3 separate regions of the Mus musculus genome follow, and regions 1 and 2 are each linked to region 3. A link is a contact called in public HiChIP or PLAC-seq and Micro-C data. All regions are on one chromosome and are shown on one strand. The core of a region is the stretch at or near the end of the contact, and the rest is flanking DNA. Distances in the headings are between cores, read along the strand shown. Region 1 overlaps Sptb (spectrin beta, erythrocytic). Region 2 overlaps Sptb (spectrin beta, erythrocytic). Region 3 holds the start of Zbtb1 (zinc finger and BTB domain containing 1).

What was found. A called contact is a pair of places that touch in the nucleus more often than the background predicts. HiChIP or PLAC-seq counts read pairs in DNA pulled down with a chosen protein or histone mark.
Region 1: a contact with region 3 is called in an H3K4me3 HiChIP or PLAC-seq map of embryonic stem cells, with 12 read pairs. The contact joins the enhancer-like site here to the promoter of Zbtb1 in region 3. A contact is called at or near these places in 2 of 39 promoter capture datasets (embryonic stem cells and erythroid cells), 1 of 15 datasets of contacts at CTCF or cohesin (the NIH/3T3 cell line), 1 of 484 Hi-C or Micro-C datasets (embryonic stem cells), 7 of 115 datasets of contacts at active chromatin or transcription factors (acute myeloid leukemia, embryonic limb bud, embryonic stem cells and 2 more) and 3 of 9 other capture datasets (adipose tissue, embryonic stem cells and pancreatic islet).
Region 2: a Micro-C map of the G1E-ER4 cell line shows a contact between it and region 3. The contact joins the enhancer-like site here to the promoter of Zbtb1 in region 3. A contact is called at or near these places in 2 of 484 Hi-C or Micro-C datasets (both in the G1E-ER4 cell line) and 3 of 115 datasets of contacts at active chromatin or transcription factors (embryonic limb bud and embryonic stem cells).

Annotation. Positions count from the first base shown.
Region 1 is chr12:76,693,799-76,697,038 of GRCm38.p6, forward strand. All of the region lies in intron 1 of Sptb (spectrin beta, erythrocytic), which reads right to left. Among named protein-coding and RNA genes, the nearest start is that of Sptb, 15 kb to the right of the region's middle. Within about 2 kb of position 1,268, at least 122 of the 459 cell types and tissues checked have an H3K27ac peak or open chromatin away from gene starts, as enhancers often do. A contact at or near this core is called in embryonic stem cells, epiblast stem cells, forebrain and 1 more, where this site is marked.
Region 2 is chr12:76,671,990-76,675,297 of GRCm38.p6, forward strand. The region is part of intron 1 of Sptb (spectrin beta, erythrocytic); the gene reads right to left. Among named protein-coding and RNA genes, the nearest start is that of Sptb, 37 kb to the right of the region's middle. Within about 2 kb of position 1,987, at least 35 of the 459 cell types and tissues checked have an H3K27ac peak or open chromatin away from gene starts, as enhancers often do. A contact at or near this core is called in the G1E-ER4 cell line, where this site is marked.
Region 3 is chr12:76,369,243-76,372,480 of GRCm38.p6, forward strand. It overlaps Zbtb1 (zinc finger and BTB domain containing 1), which reads left to right and starts at 1,278. Exons shown (of 2, transcript NM_178744.3): 1 at 1,278-1,488. Zbtb25 (zinc finger and BTB domain containing 25) reads right to left here and starts at 318. Exons shown (of 3, transcript NM_028356.2): 1 at 198-318.

The DNA of each region.
Region 1 (3,240 bases), core at 18-2,517, 320 kb after region 3:
TCGTCAGGTAAAGGTGCTTACCCAGACTAGCCATTCCTATAGCTACATGACAGAAAGCGAGAAGTGACTCCCAAGGTTGTCCTCTGATCTCCACATGAGCACAGTAGCACATGCCACCCCCAGCACACAAACACACACACACACACACACACACACACAAATGTTAGAAACTGTAAAGACAAAGACAGAAGAGGCCAGGTGAGCAGGTGAGCAGGCCGGGACCTGGGCCTCATGTACAGAGTTCTACAGCTAAAAATCATCTGTCACTCCAGGTCCAGCAAAGCTGATGCTCTCTTCTGGGCTCCGTAGGCACCAAGCATACATGTGGTGCATAGACATGCATGTAGGCAAGACACCCACACTCATAAAATTAAAAATAAAGGGGCGGGGAGGAAAGAAGAAACTTTTTTTTTTCCCGAGACAGGGTTTCTCTGTGTAGCCCTGGCTGTCCTGGAACTCACTCTGTAGACCAGGCTGGCCTTGAACTCAGAAATCTGCCTGCCTCTGCCTCCCAAGTGCTGGGATTAAAGGCCGCCACCACACCCTGCTCAGAAAAGAAGAAATTTAAAAAGAAACAAACAGTCTGGCAGTGGTGGAGTATGCCTTTAATCCCAGCACTTGGGAGGCAGAGGCAGGCGGATTTCTAAATTCAAGGCCAGCCTGGTCTACAGAGTGAGTTCCAGGACAGCCAGGGCTATACAGAGAAACCCTGTCTTGGAAAAAAAGAAAGAAAAGAAAAGAAAAGAAAAGAAAAGAAAAGAAAAGAAAAGAAAAGAAAAGAAAAGAAAAGAAAAGAAAAGAAAAGGAACAAACAACAATGGAATCAGATGTTTTTCAGGAATGGTTTTAAGGGTACTGCTAAGTATGCAAGGTGCTTTGCGAGGACATTTTATGTATAGACCCATCTTTCTTTGAGTTCTGATGTCTCAAGTATCAGGTTTTGAGAAAGAAAACGTAGCTGCAACTTCATCTCCATCCTCTTCTCAATTCAACAAGAAAGCATCCCTGCTGTTTTATAGACAGAGAAAGCAAATGTAGTCTGAAATGATCACTTGCCAACCAAACACGCTGAATGCGCTGCTCACTAGACTTCGCTGTTTGCAAAGACTTATGACTGCCAGAAGTTTTTAGCTCCCTATTCATTCTGTCCCTCCTGCAGAGGAGGCGCTAGGCATATGCAAAACAAGCAGAAGGCTCTCTTTGCTGGTGGAGCCCGGGTGAAATGTAGAACGACTTCCTCCGGGGCCACAGTATAAACAAAGCTGGCTCCCAGCAGAGGCAGGAAGTATCTAACCCTCGGGAACCAGTCTGCGTCTCTCCCCAACCTGAGAGCTTCACCTTGAAGATGAGCGATTCACTGCAGTCATTTTCTGAGTGTTTTCTGGGTCAGAAGCAGTGAGAGCAGCCGTGCCCAGGCTGCCAGCGAATTGCTACACTGAGAGTGCAGAGCCGTGTTAACGTCTCTACTATGCTCACCCCCTGCGCTCAGGCAGCCTGGGTGAGAGGAGCCCAGCTGGACTACGGCAGCTGAGTACTTTTCCAGTCTCTGGGCAAAGTGACTTCACCCAGTTTTGCAATGCAAATGACCTGGTTTGTCCTCCTAGGTGTGGGTTTCTGTCTTGGAGGAGGATACTCACTTCCTCTCCCAGAGTTCTTGGCTTGACGCCTCAGTCCTTGCACCTGTAAACACCTCCATTCTTCTCAGAACTCCACACAATAAAGGCACCCTCTTCTATCCCCGCAGTTTTCAGTCGGCACATACAGGATTTGATCTACTCAGTTTATATGTAGGACCCTACAGATTAAATGGGAATCGAGACCAGAGAGCAGCCTACAAAGGAAACCATCTCCCAACATGAAGAGGATCGGTCCCTCAAAGCCATACCCAGCCGAGCCACTGGCCACTGAACTGTGACCGGTGACCTCTGCTGTGGCACCTAGCATCTTGCAGCAGGATGATTACTGGTTTTCATGGCTTCCTAGACCTTCTAGAAGCTCCTATGCATTTAGTCGACTCTCACACGGTTAAATGTGTTGACCACTACTATATCTGCTTCTTTGACCACTATATCTGCTTCTTGCCAGCCTCTCTATTATGCCCCCCAGACAGAACACACTGAGATCCCAGCTGACTACCCTGGCCGAGTTCCCTCCTGCCCTCAAGACACCATCACACAGGCCCTCTGTTTATCGGCTCATCTCAGACCCTACACACATATTTATAGAGGCCGCCTCACCCCACTCAGTGACTTTGGCAGCCAAACAGCAGCTCCTACCAATCCCTAGGCACAGAATGGGGCAGCAGTGGGAGTGTGCCTATGACAGAAAGTTTTGTTGAAGGAAACAAAAACACACCCAAAGGCCTGAGCAAGCAGAATGCTAGTGAGTCCAGCCATTGGTGAAACTCACTTTGTGTTGGGGTAAGGCAGAAAAGAAAGCAGAATTAAGCATTACAGCTTTATACAATATGGCTTCCGCTTCGTTCGTCTACAGACGAGCAATGTACCCAGGAAATCAAAACTTCTCTACAGGAATGTGGGAGGGGTTTTTTTTCTTCCTGAAATGTGTTCCTTAACCCCTCCCCCTTATAAAACAAATCTTACATAGATGCATCTGGGGCGGCCATCAAAGAGTCTCTTTCATCACTGCATTCTGAGGGTCAACATCAAACAGCCACTGAAAAATGAGGTGGGAGGGACTGTATGCCGGATGAATAAACAGATGAGTTCTGATGGGGCCTGTTAAAACCAGCTGTTACCTTTCCTCCTGATAGGTGGAAAGCACTGGAGGAGGTTGAGGTGGGAAGAGCCCCCACCACTCACCACGAAGCAGTCCTCGCCTCTTAGCGTCACTCATGAACAGCTAGTAATTCCACCAGCCCTTCCGTAGGCGTCTACTTTGTTTTAGCACAGTGCTGAATATTCCAGAAATTACCCAATTCGGGCAGCATTTCTAGACTATCACCCGTGAGCCAGGGAGTGAGTCGGTCGGGCACCAGAGTCTCCATGGGAACAAGACAATGTCAGTTCTTCAAGGGACTCATAACCTAGCAGAATCCTTCACAGGACCAAGCAGCGTCAGAACATACACAACACCGAGTACATGGCAGACAAAAGACACACTTCAGGACTAGACAGCAGCAGAAACACAGGCATGGGAATGTATCTCCAGTTGAGCAAATCATAGGCACCCAGGGTGGGTAAAGGGAGAGGGGATGAAGCCAAGAGAGGCAGCCACAGA
Region 2 (3,308 bases), core at 737-3,236, 300 kb after region 3:
ACGTGGTCTCAGCACCACCACAGTTCCGCTTTCATCTCAGTGCTAGCTTCTGATGCCAGGGAAGGCCCGGTTGTGACACCCTGTTCAGTTAGTGCAGGCTTCGGGCTTGGCTTAATGGCTCCCTTCAGACAAGGCCTAAGAGCTGGGCTCCGAGGGAGGACAGGATTGGCAGAGGGAAATGCTGCTTGGCTCACCTCAGCAACACACCCACCAAGCAGCTGATAGGCCTAGAGAAACCATCGTTAGTATCCTTGGCATTAGCTTGTGGGCTTTGACCCAAACCACCACATGCTCACCATTATAGGTAAGAAGTTGCCCGTTCTTGCCTACAAACTCGATGCTCTGGAGGACAAGTAGGAAGACCGTAACTAGGAAGCCAACCTGGGTGACATGCTGAGGCTTTATCTCAAACAAAATGAAAACAGAACAAATAAAAACTGTACAGACTTCCCAGTCTTTGCCAGGACTCTATACACAGCTACCACCACCAGACCCCCCCCCCCCATCCCAGAAGAGAACTGTGTTTATACAGGAACCGTTAATTTGATATATCTCCTTCCTGCCAACCTAATATATTTTATTTGATTGTTTTTAATTATAGATGTTGATGTATGCCAAGCCCTTAGAGAACCCCAACCAAAAAAGGCTACGATTGAGAATTGAGGCTAACGATGGTGGACTATTGGTACCTCAGAATGGTGCCAGTTGAGGAGAGAAGCAAGGGATAAACAGCAAGAAATAGCCTTTCTCTCCGAGAACGGCTTGGCCATGGTCATGGCATAAACACAGCCAGCAAGAAACCCACCTCTGCCTTTACATTTACACTTGACTGCCAATGAATGGATGGATGTCTGTTATAAACTATCCACACAGGCATGAAGGGATCAAGCCCCACACACAACAGGAAGTAGATCTCTAATAACAGACAGCTATAGGACACCATCACTGAAAGCAACATGACTCATATTTAGTACAGGGGTGAAACAGCCCTAAGAGCCCACTACACTGTCTTTTGGTCCACTCCTATGAGTGACTTCTGTCTGCTTTTGAGACAGGGTCTCATGCAGCCTGGGCTAGCCTCAAGCTCAGTGTGTAGCTGAAACTGACCATAAACTTCTGCTCGTCCTGCCTTGCTTCCTGAGTGTCGAGAACACAGATGTATTGTGTACTGAGACCAGCACTATGCTCTCTACCAAGTGACTCCCATCCCAGCCCCTACAAGCACCTCTCACCTTCAATCCATTTACAAACTGAGGCTTACAGAAGTCATCCAAGGCCACACCAGCAAAAGAAGGAAGGGTGAAATGTGACCTCCACCTGCCCGCTGCTGGTCTCACAGAATCATTTTGGGACTCTATTGATACATTTCAGTTTTCTTAACAGCCCGGTAATTCACACTAACGCTTACGAGGGCTTTAATAGACATAGAATATAAAGGGGATGCTGGTGCCTGCTGTAAATTCCTCCTAGTGTAAAAGTCACACTTACTCTTCTCCTCTGCCTAACGCTATTTCTATATATAAAAAAAAATAACCAAATGTTTCTAAAATATACCCAAATGATCCCCAAGGGCTCCACCTGATCTCTGCAGTGGGAAAGGTGCCCAGTTCCTTTGGTGGCCACAGGATGCTACTTCAGAAACAGAGAGGAAGCTGCTGTTCCTAAAAGTCCCAGGTGATTCATGTCACTAGCCCAACAGAAATAAGACCCAGAGACTATGTCCTTGAACTGTTGCTCTCATACCACATGCCTCTCATTAAAGGAACAAAAATCGTCTTGGAAAACCAGGAACCCAATGATCTGAGTAATGGCTACCCAAGCCAGGCTGGGGCAGCCCACATGCACTACCCAAGCCAGGCTGGGGCAGCCCACACGCACTAAGCTCCCCCCACCCCCGCCCCGAGTTCTCTCCATTATCTAGACACAGCAGAACTGGCTGACTCCTCTTGCTTATCTCCCTGTGCCTCACACGGGTTGCTACACCCAGTGCATGTAGGACCTCTTTATCGGGAAAGATCCACAGGACTAGCTTGTGCTTTTGTGCACAAGTGGTTATTGAGCCCGCCAAAAGATTGATAATTCTGTGTCTGCCTATTGGCACATACATTATGAACTCGCACACACCACGTCTGGTGGATACAGACGGGGTAGACACCGACCACAGAGCATGCAGCTCTGGAAGCTGCAAACCTCCTCATAAAGCTATATCACCGCCCTTTCTTAGACCGCCTGCCATTGTCCTGATGCCCAACAGCTAGAAAACAAAAACAAACCTTGCTAGGCTTTGAATGATATAATTCATTTCATAAATATCCCCTAAGCTCTGTGCTGAATCCCCACATAGCAAGTTTTACCAAACTCTAGCATTCCAGAGATGAGACCAAAGGCATCCTTTAGCCCTTTTGTGGCACGACAGGATCAGTGAGACAGTAGGATCACTGAGCTCACAGGCTTGCCAAACGGCAGCAGCCTTTGACAACGTGAAATGACATTTAAGGCTCAAAAGCCCTCCTGTATGTTTCTGACACTGTGAAATAATAAGCTTGCCACGGGCTCATCTACTTTCTTTGTTTCTGAGCCTTTTTAAAATTATCGTTTATATTTCTAATGCGTGAAAATTATTTATTAGATATGGTCAGACATTGGGGCCAATATTGACTTTCAAAAAGACACATTTTACATTTTATGCATAAAGTAAGTAGACCAATGAATGTAAATAAAACAGGCAGTGCCTTCCTGGTCGTTAAAAGAGTGAGACCTACCGCTGTAACGCATGGTTGCGAGCACAGCCTAAGGTCTCTCATGAAACACTAGACGCCCCGTCCCTGAATCACCTGTAATCAGAATGAAAGCAGAGAACTGTTACTCCTGACTTGTGGTAAGTAACTTGACTATAATGCATCGGGCTGTCTGGAATTCCCTTCTCCCTACACAGAGAAGCCTGATCTCCACCACAGAACAAAGACTACACAGTAATTAAACACCCTGGCCCAGGAGTGGAGCGGGGACGGAACCTCACTCTCTGCTCACCCTTTGAAAGAATCAGTAAACATCAGGGTAGGAGAGGAGAGAGAGGTTGGAAAGACCCTCAAAGTCTGGCCTATCTGTACAAGATAAAGGGGACCTCGTACTTTGCAACAGACAACACATGGCTGCCTAAACTGTACTGTTTTGAAAAGAGGCAGGATCCAGGCTCCGCAAGGTGCAGCCTGTCGGGATTTGTAACTGGATAAAAAGCACAGAGCTGAGGAACGTGTGGACCTGAGCTGTAGCAGCTGATTAATTCAATTAATATTTATTGAGCACCT
Region 3 (3,238 bases), core at 28-2,527:
GCCCAGCACTCGCTCGCCGTTGCTAATGTCCTCCTTGGGCCCTGACTGACATCTCCAACGGACCAAAAACAGCACCCCTCTCCCCGGCTACTTGCATCTGTCCCGCGACGGGTGCAGCTGCAGCCGCCGCCCGGGCGGCTCGCGGCGGGAGGGACTGAGCCCGGAGCAGCCCACAGGGGCAGGGCCGCGTTGCTTACCCAGACTCCGCCGCGGCGGCGGACTGGCGGGCGGGCTTCTCTGTGCGGGAGGGGCGGGCTCCCGCGCGGCGCACACCACGCGGCTGCGCCCGCTCACGCACCCGGCGGGCTGCTCTCGCGCGGCTTCCCGCGCCCGGCCCACGTGACCGGACTGCCGGGAAGCGAGCGGCACCCCGGCTAGTGTGCGTGCCTGCCTGCGTGCGTGCGTGCGTGCGCGCGCGCCTGCCTGCCCGCCCGAGTGGCCAAGGCGGGGGTCGGCCCCGCGCTCCGGGCGCGCCTCTGCCACGGTCCCCAGTCGTGACTGGAGGCGGAAGTGTGGGGACAAGTTCGAGCGTCACTGGCTCCCCACACGTCTTGGCGTGACCTGGGAACTTTCCCCGGCGTGTGCAAAAAAAAAAAAAAAAAAAAAACCCAAAAAACAAAAAAAAACCACGGGTGCCCCCTCGGCCCTGGGTGGGGACGGGCAAGGATGCACCGGCGTCTGGCGCGGGAGGGGGACGAGGGCGCGGGGCAGGCAGCCACATGCGGCGGGAGCCAGGGAGGGAGGCGGGCCGGGCGGGGCATGGCGGGGGAAGTGACTCAGGCCCGAGGCTGGCGGGCCCACGCGAAGAGGAGTCGGGGGGCACGGAGGACCCCGAGCGGACAGGCTTTAGGCTGGACGGGACGAGAGTGTCACCCCCCCCTCCAGGCGTCCAGGGTGGAGCGCGGGGGCGGGTCCAACTGCGGGGCCCTGCGGGACAGGGGTCTGACATCTGGGTAGAGGGCGATCGGCATCCAGCCCTGGGGGAGTCGGGAGGATCCCAGTGGCGTCCAGCTGTGCAAACAGGAGGAGGGCCAAGCCGACTCCGGGGAGAGGGGCGACAGTGCTGCTCCAGCCGCCGCCGCCCGGGCGCCCGCGCTGCGGGCAGTGCCAGCCTCCCCGGCCCGACGCAGAAACTTGTTGCAACCAACAGGCGACCGCGGGTGCCCCTAGCCGCCAGCGGCGGAGTGGGTGGGCGGGCGAGAGGGAGGGGAAGGCTGGCGGACGCCGCCGCGAACTGGTGGGCAGACCCGGAGTCGCCGCGTAAGCGGGGCCGGCTCAGTGCGGTGCGGCAGGCGCGGCTGTGCGGCAGCGGAAGTCCTTTGTTGCAGCGCAGTCCCTGGCAGAGCCCGGAGTGTCTCGGCGCAGCCCAGCCGAGCGCCGCGCGCCGTCAACTGCAGCCCGCAGCCCCTCGCCTCCGCCCGCCTTCCCAGCGGCTCCGCTGCCCTCAACTCCATAAAACCTCCGCAGCCGCGCGTCCCACCGCGCCCGGTGAGTAGCTGCCAGTCGTCGGGGCCATTTGCGCAACTTTGGCCGAAGCTGGGCCACGGGCCTGGCGGAGTGCGTGGCCGAGGCGGCGCCGACCGGTGCGGGGAGCCGGAGCGTGGAAAGCGCGCGGCGAGGAGCCGGTGGCGGGGGTCTGCCGAGCGGCTTCGCTCGGGGCCGGCCGTCAGTCCGGTGCGCGCGGCCTCTCCGGGTTCCGGACGAATCCCCTCTCCAGACGACTTCCCAAATTACTTCTTTTCCCTTTATTTTATTTTGTGCTGGGGGGGTGGGGGGAGGGGAGGTGGAGGCGGGAGGCCGCGCTTGATTGACGGGCCCAGAGCGCGCTTCGCTAACTTCCAGCTGCGGCTGGGCGGCCGGTGGGAGGGGAGCGTCCCGGAGCCGGAGGCCGCAGACTTGGGCGCGCTCCGAGGGAGGAGGCGGCTGGGCCGCGCGGATTCCTGCTTCGCTCTTTCCCACCCCCGCTCCTCAGCACACACGCTTTTTGTTCGGGTCCAAAGTGGTAGGTCTCGGGGGTTTGGGGGGTTTTCTGTGTACGAGATCCTCCCCCCCGCCCCCCGAGTCCCGAGAAGAAAGTGCTTTTTGCCTCCAGTGGTGGGCGCTTACAAGTAGAAGTTCTGGTGGAGGCGGTGAGCTAGTTGGGTGGCGATCTGGAGTCCTTGCTGCTGAAGCGTGCAGGCGTGGATCTGGGCTCAGCCGCCGCTCCCAGGCTCCCTTTCCACCTTAGCCACTCGTCCACGTGATCTGAGGGCTTGACAAGACATTTTCCAACTCGGACGGGTCTAGAACAGGTTAATGAAAGTCCTTGTTTTCTGGGGATAGGGTTTTGTATGTGTGTGATCATGTTCCCAAATCGAATGTCGCTGTGACGGTACATGTAGATTCTCCACTGGTCAGACTGTATTTCCGTACAGTATGAATCGCTGCGGCAACATTTTCCCCTTTGACACTGGAATCCACAAAGCGTTCCAAGCATTTCCCCCCGACCCCCACCCCGTTTTGAGACAAGGTCTGGCTAGGTAGCCCAGGATCGCTTGGATATAATTCTCCTGCCTCAGGAAATCCTAAATTTTGGGGTGATAGGCTTGTTCTGAGGCTTTCCAAGACCACTTAGAATTTCTTGAGCCGAAGTTTGAGGCACCCTGAAGTCGACTGGGGAAATCGATGTAGTTCTTATGACTGTTTTAAAGCAACCATGTTTTTTAAAAGGTATAAAATAGGTTCTCTGGAATTTTGTCACCTCAAATGGATATGATCTGGAGAAATGGAAAGAATGAAGGTACAAGAGGCTGAAGCCCAAATGATGGATGGATGGTCAGTTGCCTAGAACTGTAAAACTTCCCTTTTGAATCACTATCCCCTAAAGTCTCAGTAATACTGAGTGGCATTGGTAGCTGCATGGGGTTTCTTCCTCTTAAAGAAACAGACGGACCTAACGCAGCCGAGGTGCAGTGCAGTGCTTTTCCAAAGGTTAAGGCTTAGAAGTTCTGCGGTACAGTGCTGTGTTCCAGCCACTTGCACTCATTTTAACACCAGAATTTCTCCGTTGACAGCAAGTTTTATAGGGTGTGGTTGTGCACGTCTATAATCCCAGCACTTCAAGAGGTTGGATCAAGAGTTTGAGGCTAACCTGGACCTGGCATACATAGCGAGACCTTTTTTTCAAAAAACAAAACTCAGGGCTGGAGAGATAGTTCAGGGGTGAAGGGCACTTGCCTTTCCTTCAAGAAGAACTAAG